Linked DNA regions of Hordeum vulgare: region 2 is linked to region 1. A link is a contact called in public Hi-C data. All regions are on one chromosome and are shown on one strand. The core of a region is the stretch at or near the end of the contact, and the rest is flanking DNA. Distances in the headings are between cores, read along the strand shown.

Region 1 (6,186 bases), core at 1,607-4,106:
CCTCACCTCTCACATGTATGGATACATGGATTTTAACTCGATATAATTTCTCTAACCAACCTCACCTCTCGCATGTATGACTATAGGGATTTTAACTAGATATAACTACCCACAGGAAGAGATGAAGCAAGCACTATTACATATATTTTGTGACTGTATTAACAAAAGGTGCATCCAAGTATCCAAAGAACTGAGAAAAATATGAGCTAGGAAAGATAAGGGATTACCTATGTTACGTTCCGAGATATTGCATCAAGTCATCATCATCCAGCAGTTCACCGAGTTCATCGAGGTCAGGGATTGGACTATTAATACCGATGAGGTCTAAAGGCAGCCCATCAAAAGAACTGCCTATAAACTTATCATCAGGGTCAATATAAAAAGCATCGCTCATGATCTGTTGCGTATCACCAGCAGCAGAGGTTGAATTCCCACTACCTGCCATATGATGACTGTAAGAACTGTTCAAACCTCCTGTTCCCATGGCAGGCACATGGTTATCCGTAGATAGTGGCAATGAGTGTTTTGCAGCAGAAGAAGACTGGTAATCATGTGAAGAAGAACTAAAGCCAATAGATCCAAGACCAACGTTTGGTTGAAAAGTATTTCCAGGCCAGGAGTTTGCATAATCATTACTTGCAGAAGCTAATGGCTGGTCGGCCATATAGATGCTGGAAGGAGCAATATTTGCAGCCTGGCTGTAATTATTAACAACAACACCAGGGGGTACAAAGTTCCCTTGAACATCTCCTTGATGTTGTAAAGCTCCTCCATTTGTACTGACATGATTGAAGCTTGTCAACAGGTCAGCAACACAGACCAACTCCATCTGATTGCTATTCATATCAGGAATTGCGCTGCTCAAAACCTCTGGCGTGTTATCATTTCTCTGTGTTCTTTCAACCTCAGACCCATCAACGGAAAACTGTCCGATATGTTTTCTTCGCTTTAGTGGTTTTTTAGTTTCCTTAGTACTAGGCAGCGTTTGAGTAGAGCGTTTATCATGACGTTTTTTGTTCCCACTACTTGAGGCATTCTCTTCTCTGATGTGCACAGCTGGCTGACGAACTCCCACATCGTCTTTGGATATTGTAGACTGAGGAGGCTCCTCCATACAGTCAACATCATACTCATCACAGCTGCTGTATGAACTCCCATTTTTGTCCCCTAGGTCACAATGGTGAGTATCTGATACACCGTTATCAATACTGTGAGCATACTCCTCTCTTTGCAAAACAACCAGCCAAATCAAGCTCTCTTTTGCAGTCATTTTGTCCTGCAAGCACTTTGACTTCCGCACATGATATCTTATCTTATCAAAATGCGGAGACATGTGTTTGATCACAGCCGTCAGCACACCAATCTTCCAAAACTTCTTAAGATCATGAGGTTTTTTGTATGGAGGTGTTTTACCCTTCGGAAGGCCTAAAGCAATCCACCACTCCTCATTCCCTGATGGCCACCACGGGGGCGGAATACCCTTATCCAGTGGGTACTTGCGCTGCTGAGGGCTGCAATGCTGCATCAATGCAGAAAGCAATGAGCCCAGGGTACCATCTTGGAGATCCATCAAGCTATATTGATTGATGGTCCCACTGCTCTGACCATTAACCAACAGAGAGTTCTCAACCTCATATTTTGCAATTGCTGCTGGCCCATTCTTATCAAACTTAACCTTCTCCTTCCACCAAGCTCTAATGTTTTCCGATGCTCCACTGACAGGCTTCCCTTTATCAGGAATGATCCCATAAACAAAACCCTGCGCATTGCATACTTCCATCAACTTGAGCATGTACTTCAAAATCCCATCCTGGGCTCTTGCCATCTTCTTGCGAAGGGCTAGATCAGACAACTTCTTTGGATTAGACTTCTCCAGTTCCGCCTGCTCCAAAGCAAGCCTCTGCTGCTTCTCCTTGATCCTCTTGAGCCTGACCTTATCTTTCCACATTCGCCGGGTCAGCTCCTCAGCCTCAATCTCCTCGTCACTGACATCATTCTCAGAGAGGTTTGGGATGCCATCAACCTCAAAATCTGACACATCACCTAGCTCCTTCGCGATAATAGCTAGGTTATCCATCATCTCTAGTGCTTACTAAACTCAATAACATCACCCTAGTCAACTTGCCGCACTTATTTTCTTTGCACCATCAATCGAAGAAGAATATCTGCAACCTGCAAAATTTCTGATGCGGTCAATATCTGAGAATGCAATGCTAGTCAGCTGAAAAAAGAACAACCATAGAATTATGACCATACAGTGCATCTGACAGAACTGTCAAAGCGACTTATCCCAACTCTATGTTTTTATAAACGGCGCTTTTCTTCTGACCTGATCATAACAAATAATGTGCACTGTGACGAGAACATCCTAGCATGTTACTGCTACAAGATTTCAGCAATTATGAAGACAATTTGTACGGAGCCAACGCCATCATTTTCTCGGTGTGCAAGCCATCACTGGGAGTACATTACAAAAGCCAACCGAGCAATACTACGATTTAAAAAAAAAACATGAGCACAACAAGATCAATCTATGTGAGGGGCATTCGTTCCGAACTTCCAACCCCACCAATCAATACAGAGACGCCGATGATCCGACGACTGTGGTGCGGAAGGCGCGGCAATCTGAATCCCAGGCAAACCCTAGAAAACCGGGCGCAACGAATGGAATCATCATGCGCAACAACCAATCTGTCGCCGACGGATGGGAACGCAAGGATCAATCCCACAAAAAAATCCATCCGGAAAAGAAAAGAAAAAAAAGACAAGCGCGGCGCTTATCCGTACCTCGTCGACGAATGGTCGCCGCGGGATCGGGCGGGGGGGAAGTTTGGGGGGTGGGAGGGGGTCTCGGATTGCTGCTGTCGCCGCCGCAGTTATTTTCCGTTTTTATTCGGGAGACGGGGTGAAGAGACAGAACGGGCCAGAGGAAAGCGGCCGCGGTGGACACAGCTAGGGGAGCACGAAGCGTGACGCAGGGCGTGGCGTCACGGGAGATAATGGTGCTGTTTTTTTATGTTGCGCGAAAAATGGTCGCTCTCATTTTCCGGGATGCTGTGTGTGTGTCTGTGGATGACCCTGTGATGCTGGCTGGGATGTGGCGTGCGCGAGTGTGACTTGTTTTCTTTTTTGAGAGAGAACGAGTGAGACTTGTTGTGGCCGCGCTCTCCACGGAAGATCCCGACGCCGCAGCGACGATGCGCCTCGTGCGCTTACCTTTTTTCGCTGACCAGTAAACGTACAACGCACGTCTTTATCTATATCTATACTCGCTAATAAAGCACCTATTGCTTCTGTAGTACGTCATAAAAAATGTCCTAAAGTTTGCATAAAATTACCCACCATGCCACCCGTGAGCAAAAAAACGATTCGGTTTTTTTTAAGTAACCGCCCGACACGTAATGGTTATACCCGGCTATGGCATAATATGTCAACACTGAAGCTCTAGCGGGATGGAGAGTTCCTTGGTCTTCTAACCTGAAGACCCAGGTTTGATCCCATCGGGCTCCTTTTTCTTTCTTTTTTACTTTTCTAAGCTTTTAATATGTTTCAAGAGAGATTGATTTTGTACATACAAATTGGAGTTCTAGCATGGTTATATTTTCAAGAGGGAGTAGTGAATTCTTCTAAAAACATGTAGTAAATGCAAATTTGAAAATTTATTCTTTTATCAACGCACATGGATTATCATGCCTTCATTCATATACATCAAAAATCCAAACTTTGAGGTTATTTTTAGTTTGTACTCTATATTATTTTAACATACGCCTTAAATTTCAAGGAAGGATCATTTACATTGTTTATTCCAAAACATGATACATCATACTTATTTCCCGTTGCAACGCAAGGGCATTTGTGTTAGTCTGTTCTTAATAATAAAAAGTGCTTTTGTCCGTCGGATTTTTTCACTATTTTGACTTCTGGGATAAAAAATATTGCACGGAATGAACTTTGATTAAAAACATTTTATGATCTGACTTTTTTTAAAACGCCACAGACTGTGGCGTTGCCGCTGCACTTAGAAACGCCAGTCTACCGTGGCGTTGTAGACCCACATTCAAACGCCAGTCTACCTTACGTAGCTAGCGTTGCTGGCCACGCGCGAAACGTCATGGTTCATGGCGTTTCAGCACTGACTAGAATGCAGCATGCCATGGGCTGGTTGGATGTCGTGCTATTGACGTTCCACAGTGAGTCTGCAACGCCAAAGTTTTTGGTGTTTCACAGTGGGTCCGCAACGCCACAATAGACTGGCGTTGCAAGAAAGAAAAAACGCCACGGTAGACAGGCGTTTCACAGTAGGGCAGCAACGCCATGGTAGACTCGCGTTACATAGTGGGGCAGCAACGTCACTGCTTGTGGTGTTTCTAAAAGGGTCACATTGTGAAATCTTTTCAAATCTGGTTCATTTTGTGCTCATGTTCATTTTGCAGACCGTTTTGCACAAAGGCCCCTGAGATTTTAGGTATTCAACCTGCAGTCCTTCTGAAAATGGATGGGGCGGAGCCAGGCCGGCGGCAAGCCCCAGGCCGCCTTCAAAAGTTGTCTGGATTTGGACCTCATATCCTTAATAATTGCTATAATCAACAAGTAAGTGGGCCTCACGACCCGGGCCCAGGCCCTGGGGGCGTGGGGCCTGTCTCCACCCCTGTCTGTGGTACCGTTTCGGTTTTACAAAAAAAAATCCCTTCGTTTCACACTATTCAACCCGCAATCCTCTATCCAGCCGCAGCGAGGACGAGAAGATGAGGGGCGGCACCCTCATCGACAACGGCGGAGAGGGCTAAAGCCGCGGTGGAGGACGGGAAGGTAGACATCGTGCGTGCGTGCTCAGGTAAGGTAGGTCATCCTTGTTGCTCTCATGTGCATTGATGGAGGATGGAAGAGGGGACAGATGGACAAGTTCAGGTGGGTACGCCAGCCGTGAACACGCCCTGCGGCGTGGGCTTGCCGGAGACGAGGCGGAGAAGGTGTGCGGAGGAAGGGCGCCTTGGTGCTCGTGGTGGACCGGATCAGTAAGGGGGAGGTGGGATCCGTCGGCTGGTTGCTTCCCTGCGAGAGAAGATTTCAGGAAGGGAGAGTGCACAGAAATGGGAAAAGAAGAGGGTGCAGGGTCGGAGGTACATATGCGCACTCGCGGATGCATGCGAATGGCTCGGGCAAGAGACATGGCTCACGACGACGCCGACTCTCCTCGGGAGGATCTCGGGCATTGAGGTCGGGGTGTGCGTGCCCCCAGGACGGAGTCCACCGACCTGTACTACTGGTAAATGTTTATAGATCATTGTTGTTTGGACAATACATATGAGATACTTGATTTCACTGCTCCTAAATCACTTACAGGTAACTAAAGTTATTGCGGAAGCTTGGAGCATCCTGAGATCCCTGATGTGATAGTTAGTTTCTTGCATATTGCTTCCACATACTCCCTCCATTCCTAAATATAAGTCTTTCTAGAGGTTTCACTAATAAATTACATATGAATGTATATAGACATACTTTAGAGTGTAGATTCACTCATTTTGTTCCGTATATAGACCACTAGTGAAATCTCTTAAAAGACTTATATTTAGAAACGGGGGGAGTACATGCCAGTAGATATTTATTCAGAAATCACGGGCATTATGGTATACAAAATTACAAACCACAAATATTCTAGCCAATGTAAAAAAGTCCCATACTATTTTAGCGCTTCATGCATCAAGAGATTTTTGGACCCTCGTTGAATGCAGCCGCTACTAATCCACAATCTAACAAGCAAAGAACTGTATTCTCAATCGATTCATCGTTTTAGTCATTAATAGCCCTTTATTGAGTGACCCAATTCCTCGACCGGGACAATGTTGATTTATGAAAAGAAGCATTTGCACTGTAGTGTGTAATAACAAACTATATATGTTACGTGTGATGTTTTGTTTCTTTCGGTGCAACGCATGGGTAATTTTCCTACTACGTAACAATTAATGCACGTGCAACCCAAGTTTTTTATGATATCAAATTAGGGGTTGCTACGAGTCCACTCGTGGATGTTTAGAAAACATTCGTTACTTCGACGGCCGTTCGATCTACGCGTGTAGCCGTCCGATCTACGTGGTGCGGGCACCGACCGGGCACCCAATTATTCGTGGAACGATGGTCGAGTTACAGAAACAATCGCTTTGTTGCAAAATAACTTTGGACCCATTA
Region 2 (6,465 bases), core at 1,527-4,026, 630 kb before region 1:
ACTTGCTACCTTGCTGCCATTTTTATTTCAGATTTATATTACCTTGCTTTGCCACACCTATCACCCATATTTTACCATCTCTTCGCCGAACTAGTGCACCTATACAACTGACAATTGTAATAGGTGTGTTGGGGACACAAGAGACTTCTTGTATCTTAATTACCGGGTTGCTTGAGAGAGACCATCTTCAACCTCTACTTCCATGAGTTTGATAAACCTTAGGTCATCCACTTGAGGGAAATTGTTGTTGTCCTACAAGCCTCTGCGCTTGGAGGCCCAACATAGTCTACAAGAATAGAAGCGTGCGTAGACATCAGTATGCCACGAACACTCCTCATATGATGACACGTTTAAAGCTATCTGGGTGGGGCCATACCATCCTATGATCCTTGGTGGGAAATTAATTCACCCTTAAGGCACCCACGCATGAATCGAGATCCTTGATTCTGAGGATCTCCTCGGAAATAATAAAGACTCCAAATAAAGGGTTTTTGAATTTTGTAGAGGAATCCTCGAATACACGAGGTATAAAACTTACGAGTCAAAGCTTGATTATTTTGGAAAATCGGATGAGAGACTCATTTAACCATCTTGCAAGACCGATGACTAAAAACCAAGAGCAAGTCGGAAGGACCAAGGAGCGTCCTTGACTTGAAGATCGGTCTAGGGGCTAATGATGGTGTTCTGGACTAGGGGCTGCTTGCCATGTAGGCTCCTGACCATATGGGTCGGGCATAAGATCGCCAAGATGATCAACTAGTGGGCCAGGTTTGTAGGGCCGAGGAGCGCCAAGATGGATATCTCTCGAAGACATGGCACATACTCCAAGACTTAGAGGTCGTCTTCGACATGATTACCCATAGATGTAAGCGACCTATGTAAACCTTAGGTACCCCGTCATCTATATAAGCCAAGGTGTTAGACCGTAGAAAAAAACTCTCATACAGATACAATATCGTGGTAGATCAACATGTACTCTCTACCCCCTCAATCAATACAATCAAACTAGGACGTATGTCAAAGAGAGACCAAACATGGGTAGAACGTGCATCTCTGTTACCATCGTATCAAGGCTACTAGCTCAGCAACCCCTACCGTAGATTGACTGAATTTGACTCAATAATTTAGGGTTTGTGTTTGAGTCTTAGTTATGAAACTTGTTCAATTTATCATTCGTTCTCATCAAGTTTCAGCAGTTGAAACTTGGTGAAGTTTCTAAAACTTGTCCAAATGTGTTCAAGAGGGGTCTTGTTTCAAAACCCTCATCACAAGGAACATGAGTGTGTGCAAACGGACTACAAAATGAATTTTTGATTCAAACAATACAATTGATTGAAGTTTTTAAGTCGACACTGCCACAAATCGTCTCCCTATGTTTTATCGGCTTCTAACTTTTGTAAATGCATCATTATGTCATATATATTACCTATCATGCAGATATGATAATTTTATGACATATTCAATCGGATCAACCTAGCGTCGACGATTTAAACATTGGGAATTCCTGATGGCTACTCATGAACAACTTGGCGTGACAAGTTCACTGATTTTCTTCTAACTTGGATTTGTGTGTAAAGTAGTTGAAATGCATTCAAGACTGGTCTTGTTTGAAATTTCTCGTAGCAACTACACAAATGCAAACGGATTTGAATTACGATTTTTGGTTCAAAAGATATAGCAGTTTTAATTTAAAGATGAAATTAAAAAGCATGCGAAGTGTGATGGATGAACCGCGATGTCTCTATTGAAAGGTACGACATGCATGAATTTACAGGAAATTAAGCCCTAAACGAATGCATGGTACCAATGCACTTTGCGGATGACGATCCTATAGTTTGCTTAAAGTTCTCGGACAACTTCTTCTACGAGTCACAAATCTTCTTCTTATTTTTGAAACAGAGGCAAAAGCTTTGCCTCGTCATATTAATTAACAAAAAAATTAGACATAGTTTCAAGCTTATGGGACCACACAGGAAGGGATCACTCTCCCGAAATCAAATTGCTCAGAAGTTTAGCCCCGGCTATAATCAATGTCTTCGTCTTGTCCTTGATTATTGCCACCATTTTTATGGTCGAAGATTCCTTGTTATGGAATACCCTCACATTTCTCTTGTTTCAGATTTCCCAACACACAAGCATTTATTAGAAGATTCCTCCCTTTCTAGGATAGTTAGGTCGTCCATCGTTGTCGGTCCATCATTACTTGACTATTTGAAGATTATTATATGAGGATGTTGTAGACTGTATGACCATCCAATAATAAATCATGTCCAATCATAAATCGTTTTCTTATGTTTAATCAGTTTTTAACTTTTCGAAAATGGATCATTATATCATACTCCCTCCGTTCTAAAATAAGTGACTTAAAAATTATTTAACTTTATACTAAAATTAGTGCAAAATTAAGTCATTTTTGATTCATTTATTTTGGGACGAAGGAAGTACACGTTACTTGTGATGGGAGTATGGGACCTGATGAGAAATCAATAACATATTCGATCGGATCAACCTACCGTCGACGATTTAAACATTGAGAATTCCTGATGATGGCTACTTATGAACAGCCTGGCGGGATAAGTTCACCGCCTTTCTGGCTACACAGCGACCCCATCAGACATGTCTCCTGCAACGTCTGCGTCGAGTTTTCCAGGCAATCTTCGGGAATCGCGTTGAGCTAGAACGAGGGATTTCATTTTGCGGTACTACAGCATTATATATATGCCAATAATGCACGCGCACCATTGTAGAACCTCCATACAATCTTCATCTCGAACTGTATCCATAGTGCTCCCTCCTATTTCGTGGTTTATCCAACTATAGCAATAATCGGCAAGTCGCAGAAATAATTCGAAGTGTGTATCACATGCCCGACTATAATATGTATTTCTTATGATCTGACTTTTTCCTGCTGTCATTCCATATGCCCTGTCTGCAACATGTATTCAGGAGAAGTCACCGTCCGAACGTGGAACCATCACTCGCTGCTCCCATCGCACAGCTCGCGTGTATAAATACTCGCCAGAAAGCAGGGTTGATCGACAAGGGCCAGCAGCCGTCCACTCCAGCTCTGGGAAACTAGTGACCTGGTTGGTTGGAATGGAGAGGGGGGCTCTTCTCCTCCCCGCTCTAGCCCTGCTGCTCGCAGCTCTGCTAGCTTCCAGCGGCGGCGTCCATGGCGCCGGGTTCAACAGGTACAGCTTCCCCGAGGGGTTCATCTTCGGCACCGCCTCCTCCGCCATTCAGGTATGAATATGTCTTCGTGCATTTGCTTACCCGCACTTGTTTTCTCTGCCCTGCTGAATTTGCTTATACTGTACCTGCCATTCTGCATTTCTTGGTTGCAGTATGAGGGAGCTGCGAATCTGCGGGGCAAGAACATCTGGGACACCTTCACTCGGAGACCAGGTCCAGCTCTTCCATTAATCACTCGCCCTCATAACTCCTGCCGACATGATAGAACTAATAACATGAATAGACCATTATGTCCAGCTTTTTCGGTATGTCTAAACACATGCAGCCTCATAACACATGCAGTGTTGAATTATTTCTATAGAAAGAAAGGGACCAAGACATCGCTTCCCCCATTTTCATTAATGATTTGTTTCGTAGCAGTTTCCATCATAATATTCTTCTTCTTCTTTAAGGCATGCTAACTCTAGACATGCATTTGTTGTTATTTAATAATAATGTATGCGCTGAGACAATTGTTTGCTAGGCTGCATGTGTTTAGACATACCAAAAAAATTCTCGTTCGAAAAAAATGTTTTGAATGATGAACAAAATTTGAAAAACATGAACAAAATTTTAAAGACATTTTAAAATTGTGATATTTTTTGGAAATTTAAACAAAATTTGTAATTCTGTTTTTGTTTCAATTTACACTAATTTTAGTTTGAAATTCTGAATTTTTTTTAGTTAAAAAATGAAATTCTGAACATTTTTTGATATTTTTTTAAATTCTGAATATATTAAAATTATTAATACCTTTTGATTTTTTTTAATTTTCTGTAATTCTCAAAATTTATTGAAAATTAGAGATATTTCAAAATTTAGAACATTTTTTGAGAATTCAAACAAATTTCAAAATTCTGAACAATTTTTTAGGGTTAGGGTTGGGTCAAGTATGCCTGGCTTCATGCATCCTATCTGGGCATGCTCAATTTAGGATGGTGGAGGGTCCTTTTTCATAAGATAGTCATAGTCGAGGTGAGCTCTATAATAACATGTTAAACAGTTAAAAATACATTTTATAGGAAACTTTCAAACTCATGCACCTTTGATGCATCCAACCAATGAATTAAACATACCCTAACTAAGAGCATCTTCAATTGCGCGACGCGTTAAAATAATATTTACAATCCTGAAATAGCAACTTTTTACGCGTAGCAGAGCGTTGATTTCAAAGTCCGCTAGAAAATATTACGCGTGCAAGCCGTTTCATTAGACGCTGTAAAAAAAATGACGCGCACGTTCAACACAAACAATATTTCACACTCGAACAAAATCAAGAAGACCAAACACATAAAAAAATCAACAATAAATAGTTTAATTTTATTTACAACTTAAACAAATAATTTATCTTTTAATACAACAAATAGTTCAACAATATAACATCAAACATACCACAACAAACATACAAATCACTAGTTTTGTCGGTCATTCCATGCCTATTACTCCTCAATTAGATCCTTCTAAAGACAATCATGTATATTGGCACGTTGAATGGTGTGATGGAAAGCAACGGCGTGCGGGGATAGGCCGGGGAAGCGTCGTCGGGTCGCCGGAGTAAATGAGAAGGTGCGGGCGGCGGCTGGATCCGACGTTGGTAGAAATCGCGTGCGAGTCATCGTTGTCCGTTGGGAACGGGCGTACGAAATAAGGGACGTATGACGCGTTTTGCTCCATGCATTGAATCAATTATAGCGTGTGTTTTTTGCAGCGCGGCACTAAAATCTCTCTTAGGGTGCTTAAACGTATGTGTTAGTAGACCTCTTAGCCGAGGAGAATCTGGGTCCTACGACTCGTACCATGCATGCTCTGCTCAAACATCGACGTGAAGCCATGAGAAAAACCGTAGCGGCTTTCGTTCTGAATCGGGAAAAACATTTTTCTTCGGTAGACCTTCTCTCCTCCATAAAAAGTGGAAAGAAAAATATATGTCCATCTTATATTGTATACTACAGGTTGTTGTATGTATATAATATATATTTATTTCGTATTATATATACGACAGCCTGTAGTACATAATATGAGGTGGGCATATGTTTTCCTTATACGTTTGGGAAAGGCTTACCCAAGCACACCCCCGGAAAAAATGAAGGAATGTACTGACGGGGAGCAAAATACATTATGAGCGCAGGCAAAATAGCTGACGGCAGCAACGTGGATACAGCAAACGACTTCTATCATCGCTACAAGGTGGGCCCTCTTCTTGTCTGATCGAATTCGAGGCAGTCGTTAACCACATGCTGTACTTTGACTGATCTCACCGCGGACTCTGCAAATGCAGGAGGATCTGAAGCTGGTAACCGACATGAACATGGACGCCTTCCGGTTCTCCCTTGCATGGAGCAGGATCCTTCCAAGTAGGTCAAGCTTGAGCATGGAAAGTGCGCTGCAGAAAAAAGCTTTGTTCTGACTGACAGGTTGCTGCACTGCAGATGGAACCATCGCCGGAGGAATCAACAAAGCAGGAGTCGATTTCTACAACAGCCTCATCGACGAGGTTTTGGCTAGAGGTAATCAAGACGTGCCTCTCTGTTCATCCATTTTTTGAATTGAAAAAGAGAAGGAGCTTGGTGTGACGAACCTCGATACGTGGCTGCAGGGCTGATGCCTTTCGTCACAATGTTCCACTTCGACACCCCCCAGGCCCTCGAGGACAAATACGGAAGCTTCTTGAGCGACAACATCGTGTAATTAAGCTACCTTTGGCAGGAGTTCATAATGGAAGTCGTTTGTGAGTTAGTAATGGGGTACTTGACATGTATAGCAACTCGTACGTACGTGCAGAAAGGACTACGTGGAGTACGCGGAGCTGTGCTTCAAGCTGTTCGGCGACCGGGTGAAATTCTGGACCACCTTCAACGAGCCCATGGTGTTCTGCGCCTTCGGCTACGGCACCGGCACCTTGGCCCCGGGCCGCTGCTCGCCGTACGTCTCCAAGGCCTGCGGCGCCGGGGACTCCTCCACGGAGCCCTACATCGCCGGCCACAACCTCCTCATCGCCCACGCCGAGGCCGTGCACCTGTACCGCACCAGGTACCAGCCGGCGCAGCGGGGCCAGATCGGCATCGTGCAGATATCCCACTGGTTCATCCCCTACGACGCCGCCTCCGACGCCGACCGCCACGCCGTGAAGCGCAGCCTCGACTTCATGCTCGGCTGGTTCATGCACCCGGTGGCGTTCGGGGAGTACCCGGCCACGATGCGCCGGCTCGTCGGCCGCCGGCTGCCGGAGTTTAC

What was found. Hi-C and Micro-C count contacts between places; a contact is called where the count stands out from the background.
Region 2: a contact with region 1 is called in a Hi-C map of leaf, with 4 times the contacts expected there. The contact joins the promoter of LOC123412267 here to the promoter of LOC123408276 in region 1. A contact is called at or near these places in 2 of 6 Hi-C or Micro-C datasets (leaf and seedling) and 1 of 1 datasets of contacts at active chromatin or transcription factors (embryo).

Annotation. Positions count from the first base shown.
Region 1 is chr7H:174,903,101-174,909,286 of MorexV3_pseudomolecules_assembly, reverse strand. It overlaps LOC123408276 (ETHYLENE INSENSITIVE 3-like 3 protein), which reads right to left and starts at 2,856. Exons shown (of 3, transcript XM_045101422.1): 1 at 2,788-2,856; 2 at 228-2,172. The coding sequence starts at 2,080. The coding sequence ends at 233.
Region 2 is chr7H:175,529,554-175,536,018 of MorexV3_pseudomolecules_assembly, reverse strand. LOC123412267 (beta-glucosidase 28-like) reads left to right here and starts at 2,776. Exons shown (of 11, transcript XM_045105214.1): 1 at 2,776-2,852; 2 at 2,947-3,243; 3 at 3,345-3,405; 4 at 5,360-5,418; 5 at 5,510-5,585; 6 at 5,661-5,738; 7 at 5,828-5,915; 8 at 6,013-6,465. The coding sequence starts at 3,097.